Linked DNA regions of Gossypium arboreum: region 2 is linked to region 1. The links are chromatin contacts, called in public Hi-C maps. All regions are on one chromosome and are shown on one strand. The core of a region is the stretch at or near the end of the contact, and the rest is flanking DNA. Distances in the headings are between cores, read along the strand shown.

Region 1 (4,954 bases), core at 335-2,834:
TATTTTCTATAAAATACTTCAACATTCGTTTTTGCTCTTCTTTTTCCCTGCCAAATCAAAGCAAAGAATATGAGAAAAAAAAAAGCATAATTGGGAAAAAATAAAATCCACCACCGTATCGGTTGAATCAAATAGTTCAATTATCTTGAAATATTTCAAAAATAAAAATAATTAAAAGTCATAAAATTTTATAAAAAATATGAGAGGTCATAATTTACAAAAATATTTACAAAATAATCAAAATGTAATGAAAAGTCAAATTTTTTGTTAAAAATCTAAAAAATAATTGTGCAAATATTTTGTATTCCTAAGATTTTTAATTTTTATTATTGATACAAAGATTGGGATTATGATAATTTGCAATAGTTCACCTACTGGGTGGAGAGTCATTATGAATAATTAAAGTATTTCTTGGAAGAAAAAAGCACTAGAGGGGAAGAAAGATATATACTTCAGTAAGGGTGTAGAGAGAGATCAAAAAGAGAGCTCCCTATTTCTTATTCAAAAAGAGAGATCCCTATTCCTTAATTCTTGATGGTCTTATAAAGTGGTGCCATCAGTCCTTCTCGAGATGCTTAGTTTCATACTTTTTGAAGCTTAGCTGACCTATTGATATTCTTTACTTGTAAATATGGGATGTCATGTTAGAACAACGAATATATGTAATGTATGAATGAAACGTATTCTATATATATTAGGAATGTAGTCTCATAATATATGCTTGAGATGTCATGAACTTATGAGGTTGAGGGCTTAATGAGTCTTGCGCTCGCAAAATCTTAATTTTATAATTAATTTTAATTTATGAGATGACTTTAGTTGAACGATTGTCCGACAAAACTAATGCTGCGTAAGGTAAACTTAAGAAGTGTAGACATAATACCTATCAATTTCAATAATTTAGCTTTTAGATTTACATCGATGAAAGAAATGAACTTACTAATTGAATAGATTTAACCTATTACTATCATGAAAGAAAGAGAAAGGAAAAAAAAGAAAAGCGTAAAGCATAAAATAAAATAAAAATAAAAAAAAAAGAAGAAAAAGAAAAAACAGGTTTTAGGGATTGCAACTTACGAGTAAATATGACCATAACAAAAAATCCTTCAACAGCATACATCAGAATAGGTTACCTATATATGGTGGCGCTGGAGTTGTTGGCATCCAAGAAGGAAAATTGTTTCCATAAATGGAAACGAAAGTGATTAAATCATAAAATAATACCTTAAATGCAAAAAACCAAAACCCATTTCATGAATTGAATGTTATATTAGTAAAGTAGCATGAAAGATATGAGCAAATTAATGAAAATATGAACAAGTTGAAGATTCAAATTGTAGTGAAACCAACTAGTAATTAATTAAGGATAATGTTAATTTTGTACATAAAGCAATGGCATTTGTGTTTGTACATAGTTTATGGAATGTTCCTAGGTGATGAATCAAACACATACTTTATTACCACCTCCCGACCCCAATAAATGAATAACAAAGAAAGAATAAAACCAGGATGGGCGCTTCCAATCCAATGGAAGCTGGCTGACTAAATTTGCAGCCATTAATGCAATTTACTCAGCCTCAACCAACAATTGCATGGGGAAAAATGAAAGCTGTCGTCCACAACTGACTCTGCATGCCCATTGAAAGCAGGTCCACTCAAATACGAATCCGAGGACCTTTCTTACCCATTATTACTTAACCCATAAAATTTTCCCATTACCCCTAATTCGAATCTCTCATGCAAAGCAGTCCTAATTAATTGAGAGAAATTTATTTTATATTTAGGAATTTTAAAATATAAAATTCAATTTTTAACATTTACTATCTTTTTAAAATATAGTTACTTTTCACAAATTTAGAATTTAGTTCTTACACTTTTGTTTTAAGAATTTAGTTTTTTATTTTCCAGATTTTAAAATTTAAGTCTAGTTATTAACACTATTAAGTTTTTTTAATTCAATTTGTTGGTGTGATAATTTAAAATAAATAAAAATAATTATATAACTAAAAGATCCGTTGCAATGAATCAATTTAATAAAATAATTTTAATAATATTAACAAGTGAACTTAAATTTTAATATCTAAAAATAAAAAACTAAACTTCTCAAAATAAAATTATACCAATTAAATTTCAAATTTATAAAAATTATAACACATTTTAACCTTAAAAAAAAACATGCATGTTTTGAATATAGTCATCATCTAAATTACGCAAAAGCCCTAAATTTGAAATTGTGTGGCTTTGAACCAATACGAACATAACACGTCATATAATCAATTTCCACATTGAGAATTTAGATTACTAATATATTCCTCAATGTACTCGTGATCATCCAAACTCTTCGACGGTAAATCAGTGCAATTTTTTACACACACGGGCAATTGAACCTTCCATAATTTTTCTACGGAATTATCGTAATTACATGGATCCTTTTATGGATGGATTAAGTAGTTTATCACTACAGTTTTTCTCTCCAATTATTTTCTTCTCATAATGTAACTAATTTAACAAGGCTTTCTAACCCAAGTTTGTTGTCTTTAATTAACTTCCATTTCCAATACATATCATTACCTCGAGCAAGCATATGAACAACTCAACGAAATATCATTCCTCGTCACAATCCGAACTCTCTTTTATTCTCCATGAAAAAAAAAAATTCCAAATGAAAAACAAAATTTGAAAATAAGTAGGAGAAGAAAAGTTCATTCGGAGAGCAATTCACTACAGCAAAACAGGTTTTTCGCGGCGTTTGGACAAAAAACAGCGCTATAGATTGAGCATTAGCAGCTTTTTTTTAAAAACTTCGCTATAGATCGAGAATTAGAGGCGTTTACTGAAAAACACCGCTATAGATCGAGTATTAGCAGCGCTTTTCTAAAAACGCCGCTATAGATAGAGCATTAGCGGCTCTTTTTAAAAAACTCCGCAAAAAAATTCAGCAAGACACCGTTTTATGTTAGCTTTAGTGGCATTAGCGGCGCTTTTTGAAAAACACCGCTATAGATCTAGCATTAGCGGCGCTTTTTAAAAACGCCGCAAAGAAATTCAGTAAGATGTCGTTGTTTTATGTTGAGCTTTAGTAGCATTAGCGGTGCTTTTTGAAAAACGCAGCTAAAGATCGAGCTTTAGCAGCGCATTGTCAAAAACGCCGTAAAAAACATTTTATCTGTCTATTTATTATTTAAATGGTTTATTTATATTAATTAAAATACAATTTATTTTTAATTGAATATTTAAATTCTTCAGAAAAAATAGTGACATGTACAAAAATTTGAAAATAAAAACATAGAAAATATATGTTAAAAATGAAAAATTAAAATACTATTATTTAAAATAATTTTAAAGCTTTTTGGGTATATGACTGATTGTTTGTCAATTTATATATTAAATAAATTCTTATATAATCGTAAAAGAGATAATATTAATTTTAAAATATTTAATTAATTATCATTATGGCTTAGGGTTTATGGTTTAGGCTATTTATAGTTTATGAGTTACTATTTTAAGGTTTATGGATTATGGGTTTAGGGATTATGGTTTATGGTTTAAGGGTTGGGGTTTAAGGTTTAAGGGTTAAGGGTTAAGGGTTAGGGGTTTAGGGGTTAATATGATAGGGGTTAGGGGTTTAGGAGTTTGGGGGACAAGGGTTAGGGGTTTAGGGTTTAGGGGAATTAGTGTGATAAATTTATGTTAAAAAATTAAAATACTATTATTTAAAATAATTCTAAACCTTTTGGGCATATAACTGATTGTTTGTCAATTTATATATTAAATAAATTCTTATATAATCGTAAAAGAGATAATATTAAATTTAAAATATTAAATCAATTATTATTATAGTTTAGGGTTTATGATTTAGGGTTTATGATTTAAGGGTTGGGGTCTAAGATTTAGGGGTCAGGGTTAAGGGTTATGGGTTAAGGGATATGGGTTTTAGGGTTAAAGGGACAAGGGTTAGGGATTTAAGGGTTATAGGGTTAAGGGTTAGGGTTTAAGGTTTAGAAAATATGTGTTTTAGGGTTAAGGGGACATGGGTTAAAGGTTTAGGGGTTAAGGGGTTAGGATTTTAGGGTAATTAGTGTGAAAATTTTATGTTAAAATTTTGAAATACTATTATTTAAAATAATTTTAAAGTTTTTTGGGTATATGACTAATTGTTTTTAATCTATATATTAAATAATTTCAAATTTTAAAGAATTCATATTTTAAAAATTTTAAAGAATTCAAATTTTAAAAATTTTCAAGATTTCAAATTTTATCTAATTATTTTAAATATTAGTTAAATTTTAAAAAATTATTTAAATGAAAAAATTAAAATACTATTATTTAAAATAATTTTAAAATTTTTGGGTATATAGTGATTGTTTTTAATTTATATTGTTTTTAATTTATATATTAAATAGTATTAGTTTTTAAAGGCATTAGCGGTGTTGTTTTTTTATTAACGCCGCAAAAGGTATGCAATAGCAATGTTTTTAAAAAAAGCCGCAAAAAATCATTATGTTTTAAACAAAACGGCGCCGTTTTATTGGATTTGTTAGTGGCGTTTTGTGTAAAACGCCGTAATAGGTGCGTTTTAGTTGCACTAGGGTATAAACGTCACTAAAGGTTATTTTGTTTAAATCAAAACGGCGACGTTTTGTTGGATTCTTAGTGGTGTTTTAGTTAAAATGCCGCAATAGGTTTCCCTTTTAGCAGCGCTAGGATAAAAACACCACAAACGTTAAATTATTTTGGGCAAAACAACGTCGTTTTGCTGACTTCTTTTTTGCCCATACCTGATACACTTAAACATTTTCCCTGTTCTCCCCAATTTTTTCCCCCCTTTTCCCTAATCCTAAATCCCTAAAGTATTATCACCCCTTCCTTAATTCAACATCCAAAATCCCTAATGTAATAACCCATTTTCCCCCAATTTGAAATCCCCAAAATTCACCTTTCCCACCGGCCTTCC
Region 2 (4,889 bases), core at 1,158-3,657, 260 kb after region 1:
TTGCAAGTGTATAATCATGTTTTCCTTCAAACTTGGTAACCACTAAGTATAAAGAGTAGAAAGGGGTGACTTAAGGCTTGGAAAATAGCCTATTAGGGTCCACATGGTCAGACACACGGGCGTGTGTCTAGGCCGTGTGTGACACGCGGTTCCTTCCCATGAGGGTGGGCTATGGTCGTGTGTCCCTTGCACTTAAAATTTTAAATAAAAAATGCACACGAGTAGGCCACATGGACGTGTATCCTTGCCGTGTCTAAAAGACAGTGTTGTCTACGGGCAGGAAGCACGAGCGTGTGCCATGGCCATGTTGATAAGTCAATGTTGCACACGGCCGAAGGGCATGAGCGTGTCCCAAGTCACTAGGGCGTGTGAGTCCACACGGCCCATCTACACGGGCGTGTAACACTTTAAAATAAGGAAAATTTTTTGAAGAGCCCAAGGTTTATCGAACGTGCCCGAATTTGTCCCGCATTGCCTTTAGGTACGTTATAGGCCTCGAAGGCCTGTATAAGGGACGAGATATTCATGGTTGAAAGGTTTTAAATCTGAGCAAAAATTTACGACCCAAATAGTGTGTTATATGTGTAAAGCCCCGATAATGCCTTGAACTCTATCCCAGCGTCGAATACGGGTGAGGGGTGTTACAGAGGGTCCATTTAAGGGACGTTTTGAATAATATCGGAAGATGAACAGTGATTGATATGATTTATCTGTAAATGTTCTGAAAGTTCCAGTAATGCTCCATAACTCTGTTCCGGCGACAGATACGGGTTAGGGGTGTTAGAACAGTACATCAATTAATTTGGCCATTTGGTTCATTTTGTGCATATAGGCTCCCTAGAAAAGCACGGCATGTTAATTTGGCAAATTAAGTAATTGATTTTGAGTTTAATGTTGGATGCATGCATGTACCATTTACTTAGGGAGTCAAATTATGCCATGATGTGTTGTGATGAGTATGAGCATGCCTTAAATATTGTATGAATGTATTATGTGACTTGTTCGGATTGGGTTTAAACCTTTAATGCACGAAATGGTAAGTGGGGAAGTGTCCAAACTTCAGTTTGCCAAATTGCTAGTTTGATTGCTGCAAAATTTTATGGCACGTCGAGACGACGTTTGAACATCGTTAGGACTTAGGTTCGACGTTGGGACGCCCTTCTCACGTCATCGGGACAATGGCCTCCCTTTAAGGCACGTTGCTACGTGATGCCTTTGCTCTGAAGGCCAGTTCTCCAAGCTTTGTTCTTTAGTCATGATATTTTGGTTAGGCAATCGAAGTCCAAAATGGTTACAAAATGCTTTAGAAATTCACATTCTTGAGTTTTAGATGGTTAATTTCATAAGTCCGCTGTTAATTTTGTAATTAGATTATTTTTAATATTTTTTATCTTTTCAATTTAGTCCGTAAAGTACTTGATTTAAAATTAGCTAAAATTTACTAATCGGATCAAAACGATATCTGGAGTAACTTCCTTCATCCATTATCGTGCATATGCTCTCTTTATTTTGTACCATAGTTCTTTGGAATGGTCAAACACTTAACAACAATGGTGGCCTTAGGTAGAACGATGGCATATTTAGATATTTGCGGGCATTTGATTTGTAATTGTGATAAAAAAAATATTAAGGATTCAAAAAACATTAGGATTCAAATTTTTTAAGGTAACGGATGTGTATGTTAATATTTAGATATTCACTTCACTTTTAAAAAATTTGTTTGCAAATTAAGATATTGGTGTAGAGACTAATAATTTGTATTGAGATAGTAAAAAATTTGAAATAGTTAAAAATATTATTTTAATTATTATTTAATTGAAATAGCATTATTTTATTATTTAAATAATTAAAAATATATATCCAAATTCATTTCCTAAAAGATTTACCAATTATAAATTTATAGTGATTGAATTATAAAACAATTAAGGTAAATGGCATCTTTTCGAGATACAACAATCCTATACTCAAATTCTAACAAATATGATTTATAAAATTCAAAATATTAAAATTTATGATTTATAAAATTCAAAATATTAAAATTTTTACTTTTTAATTTAGTAATTTTTAAATTTTATTTTATAATTTCAATAATTTTTGTAACTTTTATTTTCTAAAATGATTTTTAGGTATTTTCGGTGATAATACTATTGTATGAGTCTTGGCGGTGTATAATTGATTGAATATCTCATTCGTTAAATTTTCAAATCTAAAAATTGAATTGAGAATGTTTGATAATGTAGGGTACTAAAGTGAGAAAGAAAACTTTAAAAACTAAAATAATAATAAAAAGAAAAGAAATTTTAAAGACTAAAGTGTGTGGATTAAGCTGAAGGATAAATTAAAGATTTCGGTGAGAATAAATCCAATCCTTTATATCATGCCAACATTCTTATGAAAATCCTTCCTAGGAAAAAAATTTGCAGTATCTCTCAAAGCTTATGAGATGGACAATGGGCACTTTCGAACAGTGAAAGAGCCGAGAGAGCTTGGTCAATTTTTTATTAGCTTAAAGGAGGCACTCATAGCAAGGCGAAACCAAGACCTCACCTGATGGCTAGCGCTTCTTCAGTAATAATTATATATATATCCATCCAACTTTCAGCGTTATCGAGGTTACTCACTCACTTTTTCATCTTGTCTGAAAAACTGCCTGACACACAAGTCCATTAGTGTTCTCCACGCCACAAGCAAACACCATATCTTTTAGCATTTATTCACTGCACACATCAGCTTTATAAAGCTTAATAATAATATAATGCAGTGACTGTTCCGACTATTCCCAAATGCAACGACTAGCTAACCTTGCTATCAACCCCTTTTGTCCTTGCCTTCCCTTTCATTTATATCTAAGCCTTTTGCATTTAAACATGCCAACCACTCCCCTTTGGTGAAGCTCCTATGAAGCTATGAATTAAAAGCACCATTTCTCATTTAGCTTTGTTTTTTGTGTCAACTCTTCTATGGGGAAGATTGGAGGAAACTCTTGGTTGACTGCAGTCAAGAAAGCCTTTAGGTCTCCTACTAAGGAAAACGATAAGAGGAGCTGTAGAAGGAGAGAAGATGGTGAACAAGAGGAAGAAGAGAAGGTTATTATTCTCTCTTCAACTTTTCCTTTTTCTCTTGAATGTTTTTGTTTGTGCATGTGATTAACTTTAACTCAATGTTCTTTTTCTTGGTTTGCGCAGAAAAGAGGGAAACGAAGATGGATTTTCAAGAAGCCTTCGTATCAGGAAACAGTGATACAACACAGTGAAGCAAGCACCATAGTCACAATAACCAATGCTAAAGTTGCCACTAATTCAGAAACCTCAGCACTGAATACCGTTCCCGAAGCTGAGCAAAGATCACATGCCATTGCAGTGGCTATTGCTACTACAGCAGCTGCTCAAGCAGCAGTAGCAACCGCACAAGCTGCTGTAGAAGTAGTTCGGCTCACCAGGCCTTCCGTTTTCTTGAGAGAACACTTTGCTGCTATTGTTATACAGACAGCTTTCAGAGGTTATCTGGTAATAACGTAGCAATGATCTTTGTTTCTTGAATAATTTATATTGGTTTCGTAAGGAAAAGGTTTTTGGACTAAGAAAAACAATTGTGGTTTTGAAGGCAAAGAGAGCTCTTCGGGCACTCAAGGGGCTGGTGAAGCTGCAAGCCTTAGTGAGAGGACACAATGTCCGAAAGCGAGCGAATATTACTCTCAGATGCATGGAGGCTATGGCTCGAGTGCAGGCCCGGGTTCGTGATCAACGTAAGAGGCTTTCTGTGCATGAAAGAAGCATGGACTCTATATTCAGTGATCACAGGACCAACACCTTATGGAGCTCGTATCTTGCAGACAAGAATTCCATTGTAAGAAATACGACTCAAAGATGACTTGTTTTAAGCTTCAACTCATCAACAGCTTACAGCTTGTACTTGTTTATTGAACTTGTAATTTGTGATGCAGTACTCTAGAGAAGAGAGCAAGTATGACGATGATTGGAGGACCCATTGGGACGAGCACCCGAAAACACTAAAGGAGATTCAAGCCATTTTGCAGAAGACAAAGCAAGCTACCATGAAGCGTGAAAAGGCTCTCGCTCAAGCATTCTCTAACCAGATTTGGACAGGTGATAGAAACACTGTTGAAAGTGAGGACGAGGTTGACGGAAAAACCAGATGGGTTGATCGGTGGACAACAAGGAAGCAATGGGAGAGTACAGGCAGAATGTCATCTGACCACATAGATCCCATAAAAACTGTTGAAATCGACACCTCTAGACCCTACTCTTACTCAGCCCCCCATTCCCAGAACCCCAACAGTCAATACCACTACCAACAACGAAGGCCTAGTTCATTTTCTGTTGCGTCCCCTCTCCACAAAACCATCAATGGTCTCCCCATTCGCTCAATCACACCATCTCCGTCAAAGGCCAAGCCTCTCCAAATTTACTCAGCTAGCCCTCGATACCTCAAAGAAGAGAGGTTCCCCCCATCACCGGCTCATACACCCAACACAGGATCTTACCATAGAGTGAGTGGTAATGCTGCAGCAATGCCAAACTACATGGCCGCTACAGCATCTGCTATGGCTCGGGTTCGGTCACAAAGTGCACCAAAGCAGAGACACTGCTCAACCCCGGAAAGAGAGAAAGTGGGATCTGCCAAAAAATGTCTGTTATTCCCAGCACCTGAACAAAGTGGTGTTGAAGAAAGCATTAAAGATGAAGTTTATTATGATTATAACTTGGGAAGTCCTAGCTATAAGAGCAGTCATGGAGGCCATTTTGGCATGGAACATAAATCCAACTTGTCATCTTGTTATGCAGATAGTCTTGGTCATGGAGAAGACATCTTTCCACCGTCGACAAATGATCTTAGGAAGTGGTTGAGGTAAACCTAGGGCTTGAGCA

The links. A called contact is a pair of places that touch in the nucleus more often than the background predicts.
Region 2: a contact with region 1 is called in a Hi-C map of leaf, with 1.9 times the contacts expected there. The contact joins the promoter of LOC108484312 here to the enhancer-like site in region 1. A contact is called at or near these places in 2 of 5 Hi-C or Micro-C datasets (both in leaf).

Annotation. Positions count from the first base shown.
Region 1 is chr8:58,188,332-58,193,285 of ASM2569848v2, forward strand. No RefSeq gene overlaps it. Among protein-coding and RNA genes, the nearest start is that of LOC108468386, 98 kb to the left of the region's middle. Within about 2 kb of position 1,585, at least 2 of the 2 cell types and tissues checked have an H3K27ac peak or open chromatin away from gene starts, as enhancers often do. A contact at or near this core is called in leaf, where this site is marked.
Region 2 is chr8:58,445,643-58,450,531 of ASM2569848v2, forward strand. It overlaps LOC108484312 (protein IQ-DOMAIN 17-like), which reads left to right and starts at 2,408. Exons shown (of 4, transcript XM_017788089.2): 1 at 2,408-3,086; 2 at 3,186-3,506; 3 at 3,604-3,846; 4 at 3,944-4,889. The coding sequence starts at 2,961. The coding sequence ends at 4,873.